2 separate regions of the Ovis aries genome follow, and region 1 is linked to region 2. The links are chromatin contacts, called in public Hi-C maps. All regions are on one chromosome and are shown on one strand. The core of a region is the stretch at or near the end of the contact, and the rest is flanking DNA. Distances in the headings are between cores, read along the strand shown. Region 1 holds the start of SLC25A39 (solute carrier family 25 member 39). Region 2 holds the start of NAGS (N-acetylglutamate synthase).

Region 1 (4,586 bases), core at 1,944-4,443, 270 kb before region 2:
GTCCATGGGACTCTCCAGGCAAAAATATTTGAGTGGATTGCCATTCCCCTCTCCAGAGGATCTTTCCCATCTTCTAACCTGCATTGGCAGGCGGATTCTTGACCTTTAGCGCCAGGCTTGGGTATGTGGAATTTTGATAATTATGGCTCAAAACTGCCCTCCTCCGAGGTAGATTAATCCACATTCCTCCAGCAGAGTACAGAGAGCCTGTCCCGAGTTCCCGGCAGGACCGGGGAAAGGCAATTCTACAGTCTTAGCCAGGACTATTCCCCTCTAGAGGCCATCCCCTCAGACCACACCCAGGTCCCCCTATTCAAGCCTTGGGTGTCCAGAAATTCCTCAGCCCACCTTCTCAAGCCAGGGAGGTCTGGGGTGGGGGTCAGATAGAGGACTCTCTGCAGCTGGGCTGGTTCTAGCTATTACATTTATTTCTTATATTTTTTTAACCTACAAAAAATGAAAGGCAGTTTTGTTGTATGTTTTTTTGTTTTTTCTTATGCACAGTTCCATGAATGGGGATTGAACCCAAGCCCTTCACAGTGAAAGTTCTAACCTCTGGACCTCCAGGAAATTCCCAGCTTCGTTGCCTTCTGATTCTGTACATGCGTGCTAAGTCCCTTCAGTCACGTCTGACTCTTTGCAACTCTATGGACTGCAGCTCACCAGGATCCTCTGTCCATGGGATTCTTCAGGCAAGAAAGATGGAATCCGCTGCCATTTCCTTCTCCAGGGGATCTTCCCGACCCAGGATCGAACCCAGGTCTCATGTTTACCTGCATTGGCAGGTGGGTTCTTTACCACTAGCACTATTTATATATATGTACATATACCATACATATATATTTCAGAGGGAGAAATCCTTTTCCCCACCAGCTTTTAATTTTGAAACCTTTTAAAACTTCAGAAAAACTTTGAGAACTGTACAGTGAGCAGCACATACCCTTCGCTTTGATCCACAGTTGTTTCACATTTTGCTGCTGCTGCTGCTAAGACACTTCAGTCGTGTCTGCCTCTTCCTGACCCCATGGACTGCAGCCTACCAGGCTCCTCCATCCATGGGATTTTCCAGGCAAGAGTACTGGAGTAGGGTGCCATTGCCTTCTCCTCCCATTTTGCTACATTGGCCTTATTTCTTTCTTTTTGCTGGATCATTTGAGACTAAGTTGCAGATATTTACCCCTCAGCACTCCTAAGAACATTTCCTGAGAACAAGGGCATGCTCCTACAAACCTGCTGTATACTTACCACACTCAAGAAATTTAATGTTGATAAAATAATATTAACCATACAGGCCTTCTTCAGTTTTCTCCAGTTGTCATAATAAAGTCCTCTCTAACTCCCCCACGCTTCCCTGGTGGCTCAGTAGTAAAGAATCCTCCTGCCAATGTAGGAGACGTGGGTTCAATCCCTGGGTCGGGAAGATTCCCTGGAGAAGGAAATGTCAACACTCCAGTATTCTTGCCTGGGAAATCCCAAGGACAGTGGAGCCTGGTAGGCTACAGTCCACGGGGTTGCAAAAGAAATCAGGCTTGACTAATCAATACACAATACAATACTAACTTCCCCACCCCTCCCTGCCCACTGGGCTCAATCAAAGCTCCGACTTGGCATTTAGCTGGGGGCCTAGAATTCAGCTGAGGAGCCAGGCGGGCTACAGTCCATGGGGTCACGAGAGTCGGACACAAATTACCAGCTAAGCCACCATCACCAGAGTTTGGATCACTTTTCTCTGGTTCTGTGATCCAGAAGCTTGGGGACTGGCCTCCAGCAAGGCACTTCTGGTGGGCACAGTTCTGGCTCTAAACTCAGAGGTGCTGGTAGAGTCCATGGGACGAACCTGAGCCCTACTTCAGGGCCCTAAATGTCTTCCTAGGCCCTAGGGGTGCAAGCTGGGGCTTGCCCTGGAAGAACTGAGCCTCACAATAAACTATCTTCTGTTTATATCCCTTCCCCAGTGCCAGGCAAGGACTTGTTCATCAGTCCCTGAGATAACCTCTGGGGCTGGTACTGTTTTCTCCCCTTTTACAGTTGAAAGGAATATCTGTTTTTACCATCTGACAAGGAGGCTGGTGATGGCCACATGGGGCCACATGCTGCCTCTAGAAGGACTTTTGGGTGCCTGGTCAGTGTGAACCATGGCTGAGTCAGCCAGGACAGTGGCCGTCTCCTCCTCAGGACTCTAGGCTTGCTTCTCAGGGCAGGCCAGTCTAGCCAGGGCCCCACAGTTACGAGCATCTCAAGCTGTGGCTCCACCCTGAAGTTGCTCTGATTGCCCTTGGATGGCACCTCCATCGGCTCCAGCGGTAAATAACTTCTCGCAGCTACCCACACTGCTGCCAGTGTGCTGACCTTTGGTGCCCAAGGTTTTCTCAGCCTCAAAGCATTTACTGTGGTGTATGGCAGGGGCTGTGATCTGCTCAGCTCTGGGTGGGGCCACAGAACTATTTGTTGACTCTTTACTTAGCTTTTTACAGACTTGTCTTTAGCTAAGAGTCTGTAAATCAGCAGGCAGGTGACCTCATCTTTCAGTTGAGGAAACAGGTGTAGTGACAAATCTCAAAAGCACCCTTTTGCAAGAAGAAACTCAGAAATGCAAGGAGTGCGAGCCCCTCCTTCTACTGTGAAGGAGACTGAGGCTCAGAGATCACCAGGTTTGATTCCTGGTTGAGCTACGTTGCTCTGGGAAGAAGGCATGTGAGGAGTCATCACTATCTGCACCTGCATTTAGGATCAGAATCCTGGTTGCTCTAAAGACCCTTTCCAGAAATTTCTGTGCCAAGGGGGAGGGGACAATGAATAATAACAGTGCTTTCCCCAGGTGTCTCAGTGGTAAAGAGTTCGCCTGCTAATGCAGGAGACACAGGTTTGATTCCTGTGTCAGGCAGATCCCCTGGAGAAGGACATCGCAACCCACTCCAGTATTCTTGCCTGGGAAATCCCATGGACAGAGGAGCCCGGCAGGCTACAGCCCATGGGGTTGCAGAGTCAGACAGGACTTAGCAACTAAACAACAGTAATAGTAACAGTCACTGACTGCTTGCCAAGTGCCAGACAGGGCTTTATGTATATTAGAGCTATTAACTCATAAAATACAAAATTGCTGGGAGGTGCAGGTATTTTGATCCCCATCAGCTCATTTTATAAATGGCTTAAAAACCTCTAGATATTTGCTAGATGTCCCACAGCTGCTGCAGGAGGCAGCTCAGACTGGAACCAGGTCCTGGCCTCCCAGAGCTCTGATCTTGAGGCAGGTAAGTGGTGCGGGCCTGCACGTGCTGTATCTTAGAGTTCTTGAGACCTAAGGCCTGAGTAAACCTTTGCCAGGAGCAGAGAGCCTGCTGCTCTCATGTGATTTCGATGCAACTTGACCTCTAGGGTCCTCATTTTCTCACCGTAAAATGGGAAGAGTGCATGGGAGAAGTCTGGGTTCTACTCCAGACCAGGAGTCATTACACACAAGGACTTGTCTCTTCCTCTGTAAAATGGGAAGAGGTATCTCTTGGCTGATGGCTGTGAAACTGTTTGTAAGCCATGTCTGTAAGGCGGTAAAGGACCTTAATCGCGGCTGGGCTCTCTCCCTGACAGTTTATAAAATGATTTTGTGTCGTTTCAAAACTCACTTGGTATAAGAAGGGAATGTAAATGGCGCCTTCTCTCGGGGCCCTTTAGACCAGCAGCTCTTCACCGGTCACTCCCCGCCCCCCACTTCGGGTTTCCTAGCCTCAGAGAGCCGCAAAGACTTTTCTCAGGGAAAGCGCATGGTTGGCCCCATGGAATCCACGTGCTACTCCGGCGTGCACCGGCTGGCTGGGTTACTCCCGGCCGGGAAGCAACCGTTCTGGAGGTGAGGGGCGGAGAAGCAAGTGACGTCAGAGTCACGGCCTACCATTCTTAAAGGCGCAGGCTCATAGCCCGTGTTCGTTTTTCTGTTAGAACAAATAATCGGTGAGCGAACGAAGTTTTAAAGGCGAGGCAGTTGGTGGGGTCTCGGCTAACGGGACTGGCCCGGGAGAAAAATGAGTCTCCTGAGAAGCAGGATCGGAGACTTCGTTACAGGATTTACGCCAACCTGTCACCCCGGAGAGACAATTTGAGGGGAGGGGTTTGGTATTTGTCCAGTTCGAATTCCGGGTTCTTAACTTTGACCCTCAGTTTCGTCTTCCGTAAAATGGGGAAGGCGAAAAATAATCTATTTCTAAAACTGTTGAGACGTAGAAATAGGTTTTGTGAGAGTAACCAATACAGAAATGTTGGTCCCTTTTCCCCCTACTCGATCCTATCTCAGTGCAAAGTAAGAAATCCGAGGCCCGGAGCGGCGTTGTAACTTGCCCAGGGTCACAAGGAGGTGGGACGAAGCCCAGGTTAAACCCAGATCTCACAGGGGCTCCCAGGCCAGCCGCTCCTCGGGCCAGCCTGTCTGGCTTCAGTTGCTTACTCGTTAACTCCATCGCCCACACCCGCATGGTACCCCGCAGTTTGTCAAGTGGTTTTGGCGTTGCAACCTCGGTGGATTGTCTGTTAAATGGGGACGACCCTGTTTGATACGATCGTCATGAAGTTGTAAAAACCTCAACAAAGAGCCGGGT
Region 2 (4,804 bases), core at 237-2,736:
GGACTCCAGGCACCACTGGAGCAGATCGGTCTCCACAGAGACGATGCCACCGTAGCTGTGGGCCAGACGCGGGGCTCAAGGAGATCGCCTCCGGGCCCGCGGGGCTGGGGCTGCGCAGGCCGAGCGGCGTGATCCGAGGAGCCGGGACAGGCAGGGTCGGCACTCACCTGGCGTGAGGGGCTGGCTCAGCAGCGCTCAGCACAGACCCGCCGCCAAAAAAAGGCACGGCGGCTGCCGCATTGTGCCGCAGGGCGTCCACCAGCACCGTGCATCTCTGGGCGAGCTGTGCCTTGGCCTCCCAGAAGGAAAGACAGCCCGAGGGCGCCGTGGGAGCAGGCTGCCCCAAGACCACCAATGGCTTCATGTCCATGCGCTGCAGGAAGGCCAGGGCGAAGGCCAGACTGGATACTGCCTTCGGGCACTTGATCACCTCCTCCTCCACCTGCGGAGGCGTGGGCGTTCAGGGGGCACGACGCCCACCCTGACTCCTTCCTCACCTGCTCGTTCCTCCAGCCTGGTCCTCAGGGTCCCCTCTGAGGGGGAGTCCCCATCCTGCCCAGGAGTTATCAGACCCCATTTCTGGTCACCTGCGCCCACCTGCTCTGCCCTTTGCCCCATTGGGTCTTGCCATCATCCTCTTATCTCACACTAGCGTTAGTCGCTCGGCTGCTCCCTGCGACCTTGGACTCTAGGACACCTTAGGGGGAGGGGTGACACAGGCAGCTTCTCTCCAGGTTCCCCGATGGCCAACTGAACCCCTAACTGTGCCCAGGGTGGGAGGACTACTCTGGCGCATCTTATTCCACCGGCTGGAGACCCCAGACTCCTCACCGGGCTAGGAGCCAGGCTTTTCGAGGGCCGCGGCCTCTCCCAGTCCCGGGCGCTCGTTAGGGCTCAGTTGATCCCCTTCCTGGTTCCCCTCCCCGATCGACAGCCCGTCCTGCCAGACCCGGCGACACATCGGCACACAGCCCCCACCCACGGTCTGCGACCCAGCCAGACGCCGGGCTCGGCTCACCTCGATGACGGCGAAGGGCCTGTCGGCGCAGTGATGGCAGGCCTGGAACTGCGTGAGCCAGTGGTGCGCCTCCCCGGGACTGGCCCCGCACTGGTTCAGGAAGGTCTGGATGTCTCGCTGCACCAGCGAGCGGCCGGCGGGGGGCCCCGGGGAATCGGGGGGCACCGGGGGCGCGGGGGGCTGCGTCCACAACGGCTCCTCCGCTGCAGACGGATGGACGTCGTCCTTGGCTCCCTCGGCCTCCTCTCGGGCTAGCTGGGCCGGCCTCCAAGCCGTGCTGAGCCGGCGTCCCGGGCTGGTACCCCTGGTCGCCTGCCGCCGCGCGCCGCAGCTCAGCCTCCTGGTGCTCCCCGTGCCTCGGGGTCCCCGGAGCCTCCCGCCCACAGGCGCTGCCCAGAGGGCCCAGGCCATACGCACCGTCGCCATGACAACCAGACCGAATCGCCCCCCCACTAGTGACCGTCTGTCAGGAGCTCCTGCCTTCAGGGGCCTCTTAACCTGCCGCGGGGCGGGGCTGGGCCGTTCGGGGCGGGGCGACGACGGGGTAGGGGGCCGCGGGTCGGGCCATGGGTCAGAGGGCGGCGCTGACAGGATTCCCCGCCCCTGGAGGGGGGTGACGGAACCCACTAGCGAGAGTCACGAGGCCGAGATAAAGGGTGGCTGCGTGTCTAAGCTACTGCCAAGGCCGGTTTCAGAAGGGTTCAGGGGCCCCACAGGTGGCTCTGGCGCTCAGCGGGGTCTTGAACAACCAAGGAGGAGTCTGACTAGGGCAAGAGGGCAGAGCAGCCACCTGACTAAGGAAGGAGGCTTATGGGGCAAGAGTGAAAGCCCGGGGGTAGGGCAAGCCTCTGCCCCGTTTGAGCTCAAAGAAGATGGAATCACGTGGAGGTTACCAGGGTTTGCCAAACCCCAGCCACTGGGTGCCACCTTGAAGAATTTTGTCTTTGTGGATAAATTTTAAATTTATCCACATCAGGACTGTAACTAGAAAGCTGATGTCACTTGTAAGAAAGCCTTACAAATAAACAGGTTAAAAAATGTTATAAATTCCAGCTGGATAGTGTTGACTGCTTCTGTTGGAAACAAAGATGGTTAGGAAGGTAGAGATCCCATAGCAAGCTTGACGCTTCTTCCTTGGTAGAATAGCTGCTGACACATGCAGAACACCAGGCCCTATGCAAAGCACTTCACAAATAGTAACTCACTGAAGCCTTACAATGACTCCAGAATGGACACTTTTATTATACCCATTTTATAGATGAGGAGACTGAGGCACAGAAATGTGTGAGGGCCAAGGTCATTCAGTTCATTAGCAGTGGAGGTGGTCTTTGAGGCAAAGCAGTTTTGTTCCTGATTCATGTTATTAAGCAAGATGTGCAAAGGACTTGAAAACTTTCATAGGATGTGATTCATTATTGCTTAATACTGTATACGTGTGCTGCTTAAAAACACCCAGTGCGCAATCTGGTACACATCCTGCCCTCGGGGACACTATCCTCTGATGGGGTCCCACCCTCTGTCCTTATGGAGGGTGAAACCAACTGCAGAGGGGTGACAAATTGGCTGAGGTCACACAGCTTGTTAGTGTCACGGCCAGACCCTTGGCACCCTTGGGCCCCCCCCACCGCCCCACCCCTGCACAGCTCTGTGTTCCCTGTGCTGGAACTCAGGACTCCTGGGGCTTTGCTTGCGTGGGGAGCATAGTCTGGGTTCTTCTCTCCTGAGTACTGCAGAGGATGCCAGCTGAATGCACCAGTCCTTCCTGGGCCTCCCCCATTAAAAGACACTTTCCCGTGAACAGGTGCACGTTATACAAGCAGGCACACACGCACACAGCACAGTACATGCACGTACTGTCCCGGGCAGGAGACTCCTGTCAGCAGGAGACAGGAGCTGACCTCTGTGATTTCCGCTCACTTTTCCATTTCCCTGCTTCGAAATTCTGAGTTCCAACAGAGAGTGAAGCAATGAGAGGGAGGGTTTGTACACCTTGCCCTGTGGGGCCAACTCCAGGGCTGCCTTTCTCTTCTCTCCTTACTGCTGCCGCCCGCCCCCCACTTCCCAGAATCCACTGGGGCATCTTGATTTTCCTTCTTTCTGCTCTCAGAGAGCCCCACCCTCAAATGTGCTTTCCCTTCCTGGTCTCTCCATCCAAGCCCCTCCTCAGAGTGCCTCCTCAACACCTCCCTACTCAGTTTCCCGGTTCTGGGTCTCTCCTGCCTTTGCTGCTCTGGATCCCTGCCTCTGTCCTGGCCCCTCATCAATTCTTCCAGGTCTTTCCCCGCCAGCTGCAGTTGAGTCCTGCCTCTTGCCAACTCGGGGCCTTTGTGAGGGCAAGGATGACCTCTCTTTTCAGATTGGGCTCCCTGAGGGCAGGGTTGGTGTCTCTCTCTTCAGCTGGGGGGCTTCCCGAGGGCCCCAAGTAGCCAAGAGCATCCACCCCATTTCCCCTGGCTGGTGGGGCTCACCCTGGCTGGGGATCTCCTTCCCTCTTCTTGGGCTTCAGCCCAGAGGGCTGTGTCCGCAGACAGCCAATGGGACCCAGGAATACCCCAAGTAGATGATTAACTCCAGGCCAGATGACCCTGGGGTCACTATCCCTGGGGCAGGCCAGCCTATGGTTGGGAACCGACCCTGCCTTCTGGAGGAGACGTCTGTGGGTGTGTGGGGTCAGCACCCTCGCCTAACCCGCCCTCTGACCTGAAGGCCTGCAGGATCACTGTTGGTCTATGATTCCAGCTTGAATTTTGTTTTTCCCTCATTTTTCAGAGCAAGATCTGTTGTCAATGGGCTCAGAACTGGGCTCCTATCTTTTTTTTTTTAATATTTATTTATTTGACTGCGTAAGGCCTACTTGCAGCACATAGTATCTCTGTTACATCATGTGGGAGCATCACGTGGTGTTGTAGCATGGGGACTCAGTAGTTGCAGCAAGCTACACTTAGTTGCTACAAGGCATGTGGGATCTTAGTTCCCTGCCCAGGGATGCAACCTGCATCCCCTGCAATGCAAGGTGGATTCTTAACTACTAGACCATCAAGGAAGTCCCAGGGCACTTATCAGGTCTTGGGTCCTCAAGATGCTGGGAGCAGAAATAACCTTCTAACTCCTCCAGACACCTCCCCTCAGCAGGGGCCTCAGCCCTGGACACAGGGGCAGGTTTGGAGGGTCAAGGTTTTCCCTCCCGTTAGAGTCCTCCTTGGCTGCCACTTAGTATACGTGGACATGGAGGCAACAGGAATCTGGGCAGGTGAGGGGCCAGGGTTGACAGCTGACAGTCTCAATCATAGCACAGGAAGAAACACACACATAGATACACAGATCAGACAAAAGCAGAGACCCACACCATCCGTTAAGATGCACACAGGTATGCAGACACAGAGTACATAACCTGGAGACTCCCAGCATCTACAGTCTCACGGACACACATGTGCACATGGATACACAGTGCAGACACACAGATGGAGAGAGAGAGAGAGTTCTGCTCAGACACACGTTTGCACATTTGCAGAGACTTTCTCAGCAACTGTCATACATAGAAACACACGCACATATATGTGCAAAGGTACTGAGAGCATGTAGGTATACACCTAGCTGTAGTCGTGGACGGTTTCAGGGACATGTAGATCCGGAGATTCAAGTGTACACAGACTTGTGCACACACACATGCACACACACACACACAACATCCAGAGTTAGAAGCCCAACCCACTCCTCCTTGAGACCACACCCATCTACCCATGTACAGAGGCACGCAGCCGCACTCATTCACATGCTGTGATGGCA

What was found. Hi-C and Micro-C count contacts between places; a contact is called where the count stands out from the background.
Region 1: a Hi-C map of mixed tissues shows a contact between it and region 2, with 2.8 times the contacts expected there. The contact joins the promoter of SLC25A39 here to the promoter of NAGS in region 2. A contact is called at or near these places in 2 of 16 Hi-C or Micro-C datasets (hypothalamus and mixed tissues).

What each region holds. Positions count from the first base shown.
Region 1 is chr11:43,869,329-43,873,914 of ARS-UI_Ramb_v3.0, reverse strand. It overlaps SLC25A39 (solute carrier family 25 member 39), which reads left to right and starts at 3,193. Exons shown (of 12, transcript XM_060394921.1): 1 at 3,193-3,251.
Region 2 is chr11:43,600,887-43,605,690 of ARS-UI_Ramb_v3.0, reverse strand. It overlaps NAGS (N-acetylglutamate synthase), which reads right to left and starts at 1,486. Exons shown (of 6, transcript XM_060394920.1): 1 at 1,019-1,486; 2 at 168-442; 3 at 1-55. The coding sequence starts at 1,444.